Linked DNA regions of Drosophila melanogaster: region 1 is linked to region 2. Evidence: chromatin contacts called from public Hi-C data. All regions are on one chromosome and are shown on one strand. Each heading gives the region's core, a stretch centred on a gene start, on an enhancer-like site or on the middle of the called end of the contact. The rest is flanking DNA. Distances are from core to core; before and after follow the strand shown.

The links. A called contact is a pair of places that touch in the nucleus more often than the background predicts.
Region 1: a contact with region 2 is called in a Hi-C map of the Kc167 cell line, with 2.1 times the contacts expected there. The contact joins the promoter of Lim1 here to the promoter of Vsx1 in region 2. A contact is called at or near these places in 5 of 107 Hi-C or Micro-C datasets (the Kc167 cell line, embryo, eye imaginal disc and 2 more).

The regions. Positions count from the first base shown.
Region 1 is chrX:8,801,523-8,808,112 of dm6, forward strand. It overlaps Lim1 (LIM homeobox 1), which reads right to left and starts at 4,282. Exons shown (of 7, transcript NM_132277.3): 1 at 3,442-4,282. The coding sequence starts at 3,484.
Region 2 is chrX:5,589,486-5,596,311 of dm6, forward strand. It overlaps Vsx1 (Visual system homeobox 1), which reads left to right and starts at 4,770. Exons shown (of 3, transcript NM_001297969.1): 1 at 4,770-5,605. The coding sequence starts at 5,062.

The DNA of each region.
Region 1 (6,590 bases), core at 3,032-5,531, 3.2 Mb after region 2:
TGTGGCTCGGTTTCGGTTCGCTTTGGTTTGGGCCAAGCCCCGGATTGCAGAAATTGAAAAGTTCCCAACAGTTGGGGGGCCCCTCATAACTCTCATAGCACGGGACAGAAGACAGGGACAGAGGACAGGAACAGACACGGAGACAGAGACGGCGACAGGCGTCAGACAGAGATGGAGAGCGGTGACAAGAGCGAGAGGGGGCGATCAAATGGACTATGGTAAAGGATTTCATATTGTCCATATTCAAATAAAGGCATTGCAATTTCTCAACAATGGCAGGTTATCAGTTTAAGCCTAAACTACGTAAACAAATTAAAAACATAAAAGTATTTTAGATTTGTAATAATGGATTTCTTCATATAAAAACTGAAGGCACGCTAAGAAAAGATGTATAATTTAGTTTGCTGTTCTACAAAGTTCTAAAACCGCCTCGATTTTGTTTTATTAGACTCTTCGGCTGACTTCCGCCAATCTGCGTCTTGGATCGAGCGACTTTATTGTAATGACTTTTAATTTGAAAGTGGCGTTGATCGAGAAACGGGTTTCCAATTACCAATTTTGTGTGTGTGTGTGTGTGTGTTTCTTTGTTCCAGCCAGCGATAGTTTGGCGACCGACCACCGGAGAAGGCAGTGAAAATCGCACAATATATTGACAAGAAGAGAGGGTCTCAACGCCTCATTATGCATGGCAATTTATGGGCCGTGCCACGCCCTGGAACTAGACCTTAACCCCTCACTGTCGACTTGCAGTTTGAAGTTGCTAAATGCGGCAGCTGCATAAGCACGGCTGCCGTGTCTACGCTTCTTGCTTCTTGCCCCATAAATCAACGAAAGGATCCATAGAGCCGTTGATGGACAAGTTGAAGCTGCAGTTGAGTCCACGTTGCTGTCGTCGTAAATGTCCAACAGCGCAGGTCTAAAAACGGCTAGAAAAATCACATTTCCTTGGACAAAAGCTTCCACGGAAATAATGTTGCACAGAAACAGAGGAGCCACAGACCCCACGATCCCATCCTGCCTGCATACATTCGAGTATATACATATGTATGCATGAGCCTACTACACCCCATAATCGTAATCTTCGGGATCGTAATGATCTTCCTTTGTGGCCAGTCATAAATGTTGATGAACAGCAGCGCAAACTTTTGTCGAAGGCGTTGCCGGTCTGAGCTTTTGTTGCTGCTGCTGCTGCTGTTGCACGTTGCTGCTGTTGCACGTTGCTGTTGCTGCACGTTGCTGTTGCTGCATGTTGCTGCCGTGTTCGCTAGCAGCAACATAAAAATTGAAAAGATGCTGCCACCAAGATATATGCGAAGAAAAATGAGCAGTCGACCAGAGAAATGGCCGATGATATTGGTAATTGAACGACGAGGGGTTACCCTATTCTATTGAAGTTTTGAAAACTAAATTCCTTAAGAATAAACACATTACCAAAGATTCAACGACCTAAATTGGTATCCTATCTTAAGTATTTCCAATACATTTTTTCCATCTCATTTCAAAACCTTAACTATACCATAAAAAATTGGATATCTTTCCTGATTCCAAATTACTTTACGAACTTTCGAAAAAAGATACAGCTACTGCGCGGAAAAGTTATCTTCATTAAGCCGAGTTATATTCAGTGGTACTTTACTTTGTAGTTTTCCCCAACTAAATGCAAGTTAAGTTCATAACTGCCAACACTTAGTCATTAGCTAATGGGTATGTCTATGAGCGAGAAATAAAACAAAAACAAAAAAATCCAACCGAGAAACAGTAGAAGCAGGAAGAAGAAAGCTTGGCAGCTTTACGACTCCACTTGGCATCAGTCCGCCGTCGTAAGGTGGCCCACTGTGCGGGTCTACGGCTTCCTGAACATCCATTTTCCAGTCAAATGTCGACAGCTTTTGACTTGAACCGCCCCCGGAGCTGCAGGCCCCAAGCCCAAAAACCCCAACAGTTCTCTAGCCAATTTATGGGGGAAGTAAGGTGTCGGCCGCTGTATGTCCAATGTCAACAAGTTAAATGGAGAATTTGCAGTTGCAATTTCCATCGAACCTCACTGGTTCGAAAACGAAGCTATTGAGGATTTTAGAATATTTTTGAAAAATTTTTTGTGGTATAAAATACCTTACTACATTTTTACTAATATGTACTTAAATCATTTCTCATTTCATTTCTTTTGATAAGAATCCAAAATATACTCGAAAAGAGTGTTCGGTCTCTAAATCTCTGCAGATCCTTAATTTTGTAGTTTATAAATGTTTTTTATAGTTATTCAAATTGATGGGGAGCTACATACATACATATAAACGAAATATTCCTCACCAACTAATCACAAAATACAAAACTAGAGGGGAGCCTTCATTTCTGAACTTTTTGCTCCCTTTTTACTATTTTTTTTTTTTTTTTTTTTTTTTGTTCCTGACATTAAACAGTCAGCAAAAGTGAAAATTTGACAGAGAGCAAATGAAATAAAACAAAAGCCAAAAAAAATGAGATGGGGTAGAGGAAGAACGGCAGAAGAAGAAGCTGAAAAACTTTGACAACTGCGCAAAAGTTTTTCAGTCCAAAAACGAACGGGAAAACAAGAGGAGGAAAAACAAAACCGAAACAAAAACAGATGAACAAGAACTTCAAAAGCATACAAAATGGTAATGCGAAAAAGAGACGGCAGATGGACGACGGGGCATTAGACGCCCCTCTCCTCCTCGCCGGCGGTCCCCTAAAAACGGGAAGCAAGTTCAAAAGTGCAAAAACTTTGCTGCTGCCCAGCCGTCGCCATTAAAAACTCCTTGGCCATCTTAACCCATTGCGGGCAAGCGGTATTGTATTAACCCACCATCCTAGGGATCGCATTTCGCCGATCCTTCAAGGGGTTGACTTCCTTTTAAGGACTTTCGACCGCACTCGACCCTACTTTTCTTATGTCTTTCTACCACCAGTTGAAAATCTAAGACCACATCCCGTCGGCATAGCGATCAAGCCATTTTTAATAGATTCCACTTTTTTGTCAGTACATTTTTCGAAAATTCACTTCTTTGCCATCTTTTAAAAGTATTTTTGAAATGTGTCATTGGTGTCATTGATCACTCGTCTACAGATTTTATAAACAATTTAAATATTATACGAAGCCTACAAACAGGTGTTTTCATTCTATTTCGATAGAGGACATCATGAATATTACTTAATCTAGATTAGATGTAAACAACTTCTATTTTCGATCTGTAAAATGTTTCATCCTTGACTTCCCAATGATATTATTCTATAGAACTACAAGCACAACTCAAAGATTTAGTGCTGATTCTTGGATGAAATGATTTCGATTGCAGTATCCTATATGTGACTAACCTTAAGAACTTGCCTGTTTGGGATTCTCACTGCAAACCCCCCAGATTTTCTATGTTTTCCTGGACCCTTAACCGCTTAATGCCTAAATTCCCCAAAACGATCACTTACCGATATTGTGCTGGCTGGTGTGTAGTACCGCCCCGAACGCCATCAGATGGTCCTTGGGCGGGGGGGCGCGGCTACCGAGGGCGGCGAACCCGTCGCCCAGATATGACGCCAGTGCGACGGCCCTCAGGGGCGCTTTTGAGGCCTCGGTGAGAATTTTGTTGTCGAATATCTTGATGCCGGGGGGATGGAGTTTTTCTTTTTTTCGGGGGGGTTAAGAGTGACTGCTTTTTTGGGGGGGCCGTCAATGGGTTAAGTCCCGCGTGTGTGTGCGTATGTGAACGAGGCGCGCGTGGGTGTGGATATATGTGTGTGTGTGCGGGTGCGGAAGCGAGAGAGAGAGGGAGAGAAAGATAGGAGCGGGCCCCAACTGCACACTTAACGGTTAACGCACATAAAGACTGGGTGGCAAGGTGCGAGCAAGAGGGGGATAGCACGTGTGTGCCGGCGGCAAATTTGGCAAAACAAAAACAAAGCGCGAAATTCCGCTCCTCTTTGAGTTGAAGAAACTTCCTCCGCTTCTATTATGCCTTATATTCCAGTATTTCTTTAGTTGTTGTATATGAAATTGATTCTTTTCTTTTTAAACACTTTGCACTATCGGCTTTTCGGCGATTCCTTGGTTTTGTTGTATTTATGTGTTGTATATTCTTCTTGTTGTTCAAGATTCTCACTTGCAAAAAAATTTGAACAACGGCAAAAATTCTCGGTTTTCGATCTCGCGGCGGAACGGTAAACAGCTGACTAACGGTAAACGGCTGCGTTGGCTCCTTTTTCGAGCGTTGCCTCGTGCGCTTTGCGTTTTGCGGGCGCTTCACGCGAACGTCAAACAAAAACTGAAAACGGAAAACGGCAAACGCGACGGCAAAGCGGACGGCCCGATTACCGATAGCTGCCAGCCGAGCGCACACGCACACACACGAACGGCGAGCCGAAGCGGCGACGAATGGCGCGCCTGGGTGCGAGCGAGATGCTAGCAGGCGCATCGCTCGCACTCGTGCTACCGAATGCGGCAAGCAGTGCTCGCATATTTCGCCTGCGCCAGAGCGAGATGCAGCGAATGTTGAGCTGGGGCTGCTGCGACGCCGACTGCGCTGCTGGCGGCGCTGCAATGGAGTCGCAGGCTCTCTCGCTCTCGCTTCCGTCGCTTCTCCTGGCTCTCTCGTGTTGGGCATGAAGAAATCATATTATTCTTAAATAAAAAAATTGTTTTTCAAAACGTTTTCTAAAAAAATGGAAAAAATATGACTAGAATATTTGGTATGCATATCTAGATTATTATTAAAAATATTTTGGAAAAGGATATACAATTTCATAACAATTGGAAAAAAATATCAAGAAATCTTAATTTTTTTTCCTTTTTTAGGATTTAATTTAGGTGATTGTTCGATAATACACAATATAAGTTCTTTGAAAATTTTGATATATTTAGCATGATAACTAAATATTTAGTTAGCCTTACTAGATGCTTGTTAGATTCATAAGATTTTAAAAATCCAAAAATTCACTTTTTTTTTAAATTCTACACACATTCTTCTGTTGATCTTGGGCTTTTGATCCTTTTCTCAAGATTGGTGCTGGCGTTGTTCCTGTAAGGATATTTTTGGTTTTTGTTGCTGTTGTTGCCCTTCCATTTTGCCCATTGTTGTTGCAACACTGGCTCTCCTGCTCTCCAGCTCTCTTTTTTGCGGTTAGAGGGGGCGTTGCTAAGCAACTGGTTTTTTTATTGTTGCTTCATTGAGAGATGCGCAAAATGGCGCTCTCTCGCTCTCACGCTCTCCGGCCGTCGCGCCCTCTCGCTCACACTCGCTGGCCGGGCCAATGGCATTTTTCAAAGTGACATTTGCCCGCGTTTTGTCCCTTTCGCACTTGGCGGTGCTTGTGTGCGTGCCAAGGTAAAATGTCAAATGCTTTTCGACTGTCAACTGTTGGTCGCAAAAACTTTTTTCTTTCCTTCTTTTTTATTTTTAGTTGTTGTTTTTGTTCGGCTGCCTCTTCTGCAACTTGTGTTTGTCACTTGTCGTTAGCAGTGCGAAAGGGAGAGCACTAGTGGCGGGGGGTGGTGGGGGCGTTAGCTGGAGAGGGACGCCCCTTTGGCGTTTTAACGCACTGGAGACAGCAAGAAAAAAAAACGGAGGCGAAGAAAAAAAAGCAAAGAAAAAGTGTTAGATAAATTGCAAGTAACAAAAAATTAGTAGAAAAAAACATTTAAAATTGTGCAAAATATTATATCTTTTTCTTTTTCTTTAACAAATGCAATTTTAATAAGCTTTCGATTTAGATAAATCTATAGCAAGACACTTATCGTAAAAATAAACCAATACAAAAACCAATAAAAACCATAAGAAATAATATAGGATTCAAATTGCAAAAATGCCAAAGATCTAAACAAACAACAAGAAAAGACAAAACTGGATAAAATAAAAAAAATGCATAAAATAAGTGAGAGTAAAAGAGAACGCATTATAAAGGTCGGGGAGGAGGCTCCCGCTCTCATTCACTCCTTACGGTCTTCCCTCTCACTCACACTTCGATAGGAAGAAGAAGATGTTCGACACAAAATAAGGGGGCTGTGGTGGGTTAAAGAGCGCCGTTTGCTGTGTGCGTGGATGTGGGGTAGTCAAAAATATTGCACATTAGGGTGTTAAGCTGTGAAGTGCTTGCTTTTTGTTTTTGCGTGTGCGTGTCACTTTTCACTTGTTCTGCGCTATCGAAAAGTTATCGAAATCAGTTGATCTTTGACGGCCTTGAAAACTGCTTTGCCCCAAATTTAGTAAGAGCAAAAGGGATGAGGACATAATAGGAATGGAATAAAAAGGATATTGAAGCAAAAACACTTACATAACTACTCTCGAGGAATAAGATATTTATAATACACTTTTTGGCAAGCAACAAGTTATTTACATTCAAGACCCCAAAAGAACACAAGGAAAAGGAGAATGTCTTGGGTATAAGGAATAGAGGATAAGAGCCAAGCTGGGGATCCACCCACAGCACATTGTGATCCCTAATCTGTCATCTCATTCAGCCGCGCTCGTTACCTTTGGCTTTGCCTTAACATTACCTTTACCTTTGGCTTCTGTAACTGCTCAGGTTCCTCTGCTTCCTTTTTGCATCCCCTCTAGCTTCACTTGGCGTCCTGTCCTCATCTC
Region 2 (6,826 bases), core at 3,520-6,019:
GGGTTTTTCCAAGGGGTGAAGGTCCATCAGTGAAGGTTTCCCATGCTTTTCTGAAAGCAGACAGCTGATTAGGCCAGGGGCATGGGGAAAATGCTTATGTTCCAAGAAGAAAGCAAGTTGAAATACAAAAAATTTTGTATTAAGTTATTCTTCATCTCGAACAATTTAGAAATAAATTAATTAGATTTACAAGCATATTTTGCGTTAGAAAAGAATACATTTCTGCTTAACCCCCTGCTCCTTTTTCTTAACCCTTTTCCCACTTCTTTTTTTTTTTTGGTACCAACCCTTCGAGTCAAAGAAATCTAAAAATGCAAGAGGAAGAACCCAAGTGGCCGCGTGGAAGGGGCTTATTTTTCGAAAGGAATGGAGCAGAAGTTGACCAATTATGTAAACCACTTACACCACTGTTACATATGTATATGTACCTCATACACACAAACACACGTAAACGCACACGCACACAACCTCGCAGTGGGGGGAAAAAAAAACTGAGAACGAAAACACGTCAATGCGATAATTATTAATAATTATCCACTCGTCCTTCTTTTGCTTCTTCTGTTGCCGCTGCCCCTGTTTCTGCCTCTTTCTACCACTGCTTCCCTCTCTCTCCCACTACTTCTCACTTGCAGCACTGAGAGAAAAACGTATACTAAAGATTTAATTACTGAACTGAATCTAAATCCATCTAAATTCCAGCTATAATTATCAGTAATACAGATAGAAATGCATCAGTTATTATCTTAGAATAAAGTCTGAAGATTAAAAACACAACTAGATCATTTTCGCGGTGTGTAGCTGGCTTGTTGTGACCGCTCCTTCGAGGCCACTTCGTCCGCATCGAGGCGCTCCCTGGCCACCAGTCCACCGCCCTCCATGCGAATCCTGGTGCTGATTTCCCGCTGAGTGGCATTGCAACAAAGGCCCCGCCCCCCGCTCCGCCAACAAGTTCGTGTGGCCTGAACTGCTAATGGACGGGCAAAACTAAATTATGGCCAAAATGGTGTTGGCTTTCTGGCTGGCTGCCACTTATGTGCCACTCACACATCCACAAAACGTCCGCAGCGACACATACACACATCCCATATGTAAATAAGCGTATATATATATATATCTGAATATACATATATTGTAGTACAACCCGGACTTCCCCATTTTGGAGTTCGGAGTTCGTAGCGTGTGCATGAAACATGTAATTATGAAATTAACGATTTCCAAGTGGCTCAAAGCGACGTCGCCATTTGGGAGCGTGTCAGCCAGTCAACCAGTCAGCCAGGATAACGCAAAGGAACGGCAGAACAATGGCCAGGATAATGTGGCGCAAGGATGCACAAGTGTCGGTTTGGGTACAGTCTGTATTTTGAGAGTTCATCTCAAATGTTGCAAACCCCTTCCGCTGATTAGCTGCTGCTTTTTGCCAATAAATGAATGAGTCATTTTGGGTTTACATATTTTTAAGGATAATCAGGTTTACAGAGGCGATACTTTTCTTTCCATAGGAAAAGTTCAAATCAATTTAGCACGTTAAAACTTAACATACATAAGAGCTAAAATATCAATTGTCTACATAAAAACTGATACTACAGTTAAATGATATCAAAAGCTATAAATTGGTTTGATTATGAGCCTAAAAAACCTAAGTGTAAGCAATGTAAGACGCATATAACACAACGGGGTACATCGCTGTTCAAGGACATCATTTTCCAGATCGCAACCGATGCCCCAAGCCCTTTCAACGCAATTCCCGCGGAGTGATTGTGGTTTTGTCATTAGTCAAATGGCAGCCAAGGTTATTTCTGGTTAAGCAACAACAATGGCGAAAACCGGTGGCTAATATATGCGGTCGTATACGGATAATGCCGAACGATTTCAGTTCCAGTTCCAGTTCCAGTTCCAATCCAATCCAATCCAATTCAGTTCAGTCCGATTCAATCCAATTCCCCGGGGACTCCGGGCAAAGTGAGCAAAAACAAAAAGCCAAAAGCGATGCAATCGTTGGCAGATGTTCCTTTCACCTCTTCGCCTAATTAGTTGAGCCATTCGAGGCTTTTAGCCTAATGAGTAGCGTGTCTGGGGTGTCGGAGTTTGGTTGCTGTCGCTGTTGTTGTCTCAAGATCGCCGGATCAAAGGATCAATCAACAACCAATAATCGATGTGAGTTTCCCATTTGCATTCAACAATAGGTAAAAAAAAAAAAAAAGCCGGGACTCAAGCAACTGCTGCGCCCACACCAAACGAATATAGGAATATATATATATATGAAAACGACTTATTCCAAATGCATCTCGAGTGGCCGTCGAACATCAAACAAAAAAAGGCGGCGCTGAAAAAATGTGAAATAAAGAGCCGCATACAAAGGCTTTTAGCCCATGAAGTGGACGTTCTGCATATGGAATCTGAAAAATATATGTATATATAAATATATATATATATATATCCACAGAATAGACGCCAGGCCCGCCTCCATTTGTATTCGTGATTTATGCGCCGTCTCTTTGAGGCTCAAGTGCAGATTACATTATAAATATGAAATAATGCTCGAGGTCCTCGAGGACAATGCGAAACGGAAACTCCTTTTATCGAACTTTTGTGTCCTGACCACTTCTGTTTCACTGGCAAGTCATGTGAGGATGGCTGCGAACCAATTACGGGAGGGGGGGGGTGTTGGTTGGGCTCCAAACAAATAATGTTGGACCCTTTCATCCCAAAGGATTCAATTGTTTGCGCATCAGGATTACGTTTACGCGTGTAAACTAATAAAATGGTGTTTAAAGGCTTTACTTACACATTTGTGTGGTGCATTTGAAAGAAAGTCACTTATATTGTAAATGATAAAAACATATTCGTATTCTTGATGTTTGTATTTCCCTTAATTACGCACTTTCCATCGTTCAATTGGATTTGTTTCATGTATATTTTTTTTTTGTTATATTTTTTTATTTACAATGCCACTTGAGACGGCAAATGCGAAGATTAAAGCGAAAAATGTCATTCAGATGCTATCAAAATTGTCAGTTTTAATGGGTTTTTATTAATGGCGATGGTAAATGGTTGGATGATTAAAGACTCATTTTACATTGGTTTACACATGTAAGGTGAATTGAATATGGTAAATCAATAGTCCAATAAATACGTAATTACGATGATATACATTTAAATCCGACTCGAGATTTCCACAACTTTTGGCTATGAACATTATTATAATATTATATGTAATATAAGAGTACGCATATGAAGTAACCATTTAATATTTAATTACCAATTACATTTCAATCTAACTATGGCTTAAAACAACTAACACAACCACTCTAAGTCATACACCCACACGATTTTCACTGTGTAGTTTTAGTTACTGAGTGCTAATTACTTAAAATATCCGGCTGACAGGACCAAAAAACCAGCGAAAAAGTGGATTGGGCGATCGGTTGGCCTTGTGGGCTGACTAATTGCTAACCAAGCAGTTAATTGAAATGGCATATTGATTATGCAATTGTTATGCAATGCGACTAATTAATGTTTGCAAGTGCAATCTGGCGCGAGAGTGGCGGGCAGAGGATGGGGATAGAGAGTAGGCGGCTGTCGCAGCTAATCGATAAGAGAGAGACGGGTATGGCCAGAAGAAAAGAGACGTGGCGAGCGAAGCTTAATTAACATGACCAACTTTGGCCTGAACAATGCTCGTAATTTGGGGAAAAACGTGGAAAGCGGAAGCGGAAAAGCGCAGGGGACTTAAAACTTCCAGGAAAAACTTTACATGCAGAGAGAAAATCGAATGGGAGAGCGAGAGCGGGAAAAGCGTGAAAAGTTTAAGAGAACAAAGACTCTTTTCGGAGAGACTCCAATTCGATTTGCAGGCCAACCGAATTCTTAACGTGTTACATGCATATCAAAAATAGTTTTAAATTTAATCAAATTTAATCAAATAAAAAAAAATTTACAATTTAGATGTAGTTCAAGAACGACTTAATCAAGTCGACGAAACAAAATTTACATCACCATGTGAGATCATTTTAATAAGCTATTCTATAATGCTATAAAAAAGATTTAATCCTATAAAAAAGTAAAACTAGTTATCAGTTTCTGAGCTTTACTAACATTTTGTGAGCCCCATAATTTTGGCGGGAACTATTTGGTAGAAAATCTTTATACGTGTTAGTAGTGATCATCCCATATAATTGTTTGTGTAATTGTGGCAATAATTCTAATCTTCGCCTTTATTCGTGTTTATTTATGAACTAAACAAAAAACAAGAAAATCGTAGAATGATAATTCCAATCGCACTCGCTCACACTCACACAGATGTAGAAATAGATACATATATATATACATATATAATTATATAGATAAGGACATATAGCATCATTGGCGTCGCAAAACAAACTGAAATCGAAGAGCCGAAAAACTCGGTGTGAAATGAAATCCCGTGTAATTAACACGCACACCAGCAGCGCTCACACGCACAGTGTGTACAGTGTACGTGTGAAGGACTTCCAGGCGAGAATGAGAGCGCACCATACGAATTGCAAGGGCGTGAGCGAGAGGGTTGGACGATAACCCCTCTGCATTGGAAGTTCGCTGGCGCGTGAGCGAGACGACTGCAGCGCTGTCGCTCGTGCCATCCCGTTTACGCTCGCAAAGATGGCGCTGCAAGTTGTTTGTGCCCGACCGCCTGTCTGTGTGGGAGCGAGCAGCGACGCCGGCAGCACAGTCGACGCCGGCAGCGACGTTCAAAGCGACGCTTTTGCTGGCGTGCAATTCGCTTTTCAATTTCAGTTCGTTTTCGAACGCCGCACCGAACGCTCCAGCGCTCAAAAATACACAATTAGATAAAAACAATAAAAGCAAATCCACAATTGCAACCCACACAAGTGCGTGAGTGAACTTTTTTTCCTGTGTAACGTGTACGTGTGCGTGTGCTTGCCGCAGCTGCCATGAGAGTGTGCAATAAATAGAAACTTGGGAACTCCAATCGTTTTTTCGAAAACAAACTGCAAACTGACAACCCAACAAAGGGGTTTCGCATACAGTGTACCACCAATAATCGAAGTACCGTCGGCAAAAATGCAGGCCACCAAGATGCGTACGCCGTTTGCCATTCAGGAGATCCTGGGACTGGGCGCCTATCAGCAGCAGGCCACTGCCAGTGCCACGCCCTCCGAGGCGCCACCCTCGCCGGCCGCCACGCCGCCGCCCACAGCGAATACGCCCGCTAATGGCTCGCTATCCGCCGTACAGCAGCAACAGCAGCAGCAACAGCAGCAGCAGCAACAACAGCAACAGCTGCAGCAGCAACAACAGCAGGCGATTGATAGCCTCCGCGAATCCCGATCCATATCGCCGGATGTCTCCAGACTCTCGGCCGCTGCAGCGGCGGCGGCAGCGGCTGCCGCCCACTGCCAATTGCCCGTCTTCAATCCGGCCAACTTCTATGCCGCCGCCGGCTATGCCGCTGCAGCGGATCCGGGCAACGCGGCTGCAGCCCATCACCACCACATGACCACCTTGGCGGCGGCCGCCTATCTCCGGGGATTCCTGCCGCCCGGATTCAGCACGCCCCACGAGTTTCGGGGCCACTTCCAGCAGCACTTCGGCGCTCAGTTTGCAGGTGAGTGGCATTCCACCGATTGACTGGCCAATTACTATAGCTAGCATATCCGTTCACTTCAATGGGCTCAATGTATGAGAATTAGTGGCAAAAGTGGTCTTATTCAATATATATTCCAAGAGGATTCGTCGTATATGTTTCTATATGTTTCACTAAGTTCTACTTCAATCTTCAATGGGTTTTCAGTTGACCAAATTCAACTGAATTCCCTTTGCTGCAAGCGATTATCTAGCAGCAAACGTATTCCACTTGCAATTTGCCAGTCGGTTACATCAAATTCATATTCAAATTCAAACTCAAATGGGGAACAGCGGCCAACTTAGTTGGCTAATTGCGGGGAAGTGCGGGGAGCAAGGAGCTGTGTATGCCGGCGTGGAACACTCTGTTGCATCTGCTGTACGGGTGCAGCCAAGTGGCAACCGCATCTGTCTCCTGCATACCAAGCTCCGAACTTCGCACTCCGCACTCCGTGCCCCGAATCTCACGTCCTGCGTCCTTTTGCCCACCCGTAGGCGCAACTAATAAGCTCAAAGGGGTTGGCAATCGAGTTGCGTCCTCATCGGAGTTAAAACAATGATGCGACACGATTAAGCACAGGACAAAGAAGGAGTACGCCGGCCGAGGGGAGGTGACGGGGGTCCGAGCTTATTAATAACACTCGTGCACTCGAAAAAAAAATGTAACAGCAATGGAATATTGAGCGCAGAAGTTTGAAGATTAAGCACTTTTAAGCTGGTTAAATACTGAAATTTTTACGATTCTTTCGTTCGTAAATAGAATTCTACGCTATTTACTTATAATTTAATCGAAAATAAGAAATATTATTTGTGGAGCATGCAACTAAAGATCTAAAAATTCCACAGGGAACCCTGTGATTTTCATAGCAAACAAACTAATCGTTTCTCCCAGTGTACGCTAAAGAATGAGGGAGCAATAGAACAGGGGGGGCGTGGCAGAAGCGCTTTGTGAGCAGCAGCCGTCCTGTCAGCAAAGTGTGAAATCTCACACACACTTCACTCGAGCCACGATTTCGGTGCCTCTGTGTGTGTGTGTGTATTTGTGTGTGTGTGAGTGTGTGTGTATCGCTAATTAAGCGCATAATTTTCAGTGAAATTAGCAAACTCCAGTTGGCACGAGCATCCATTAAAATACGATAGCCACTGGAGCTTCATTGCATGAGATTAAAGCTCCGGAGAATTCGGTAATGGAAATTTAATATCA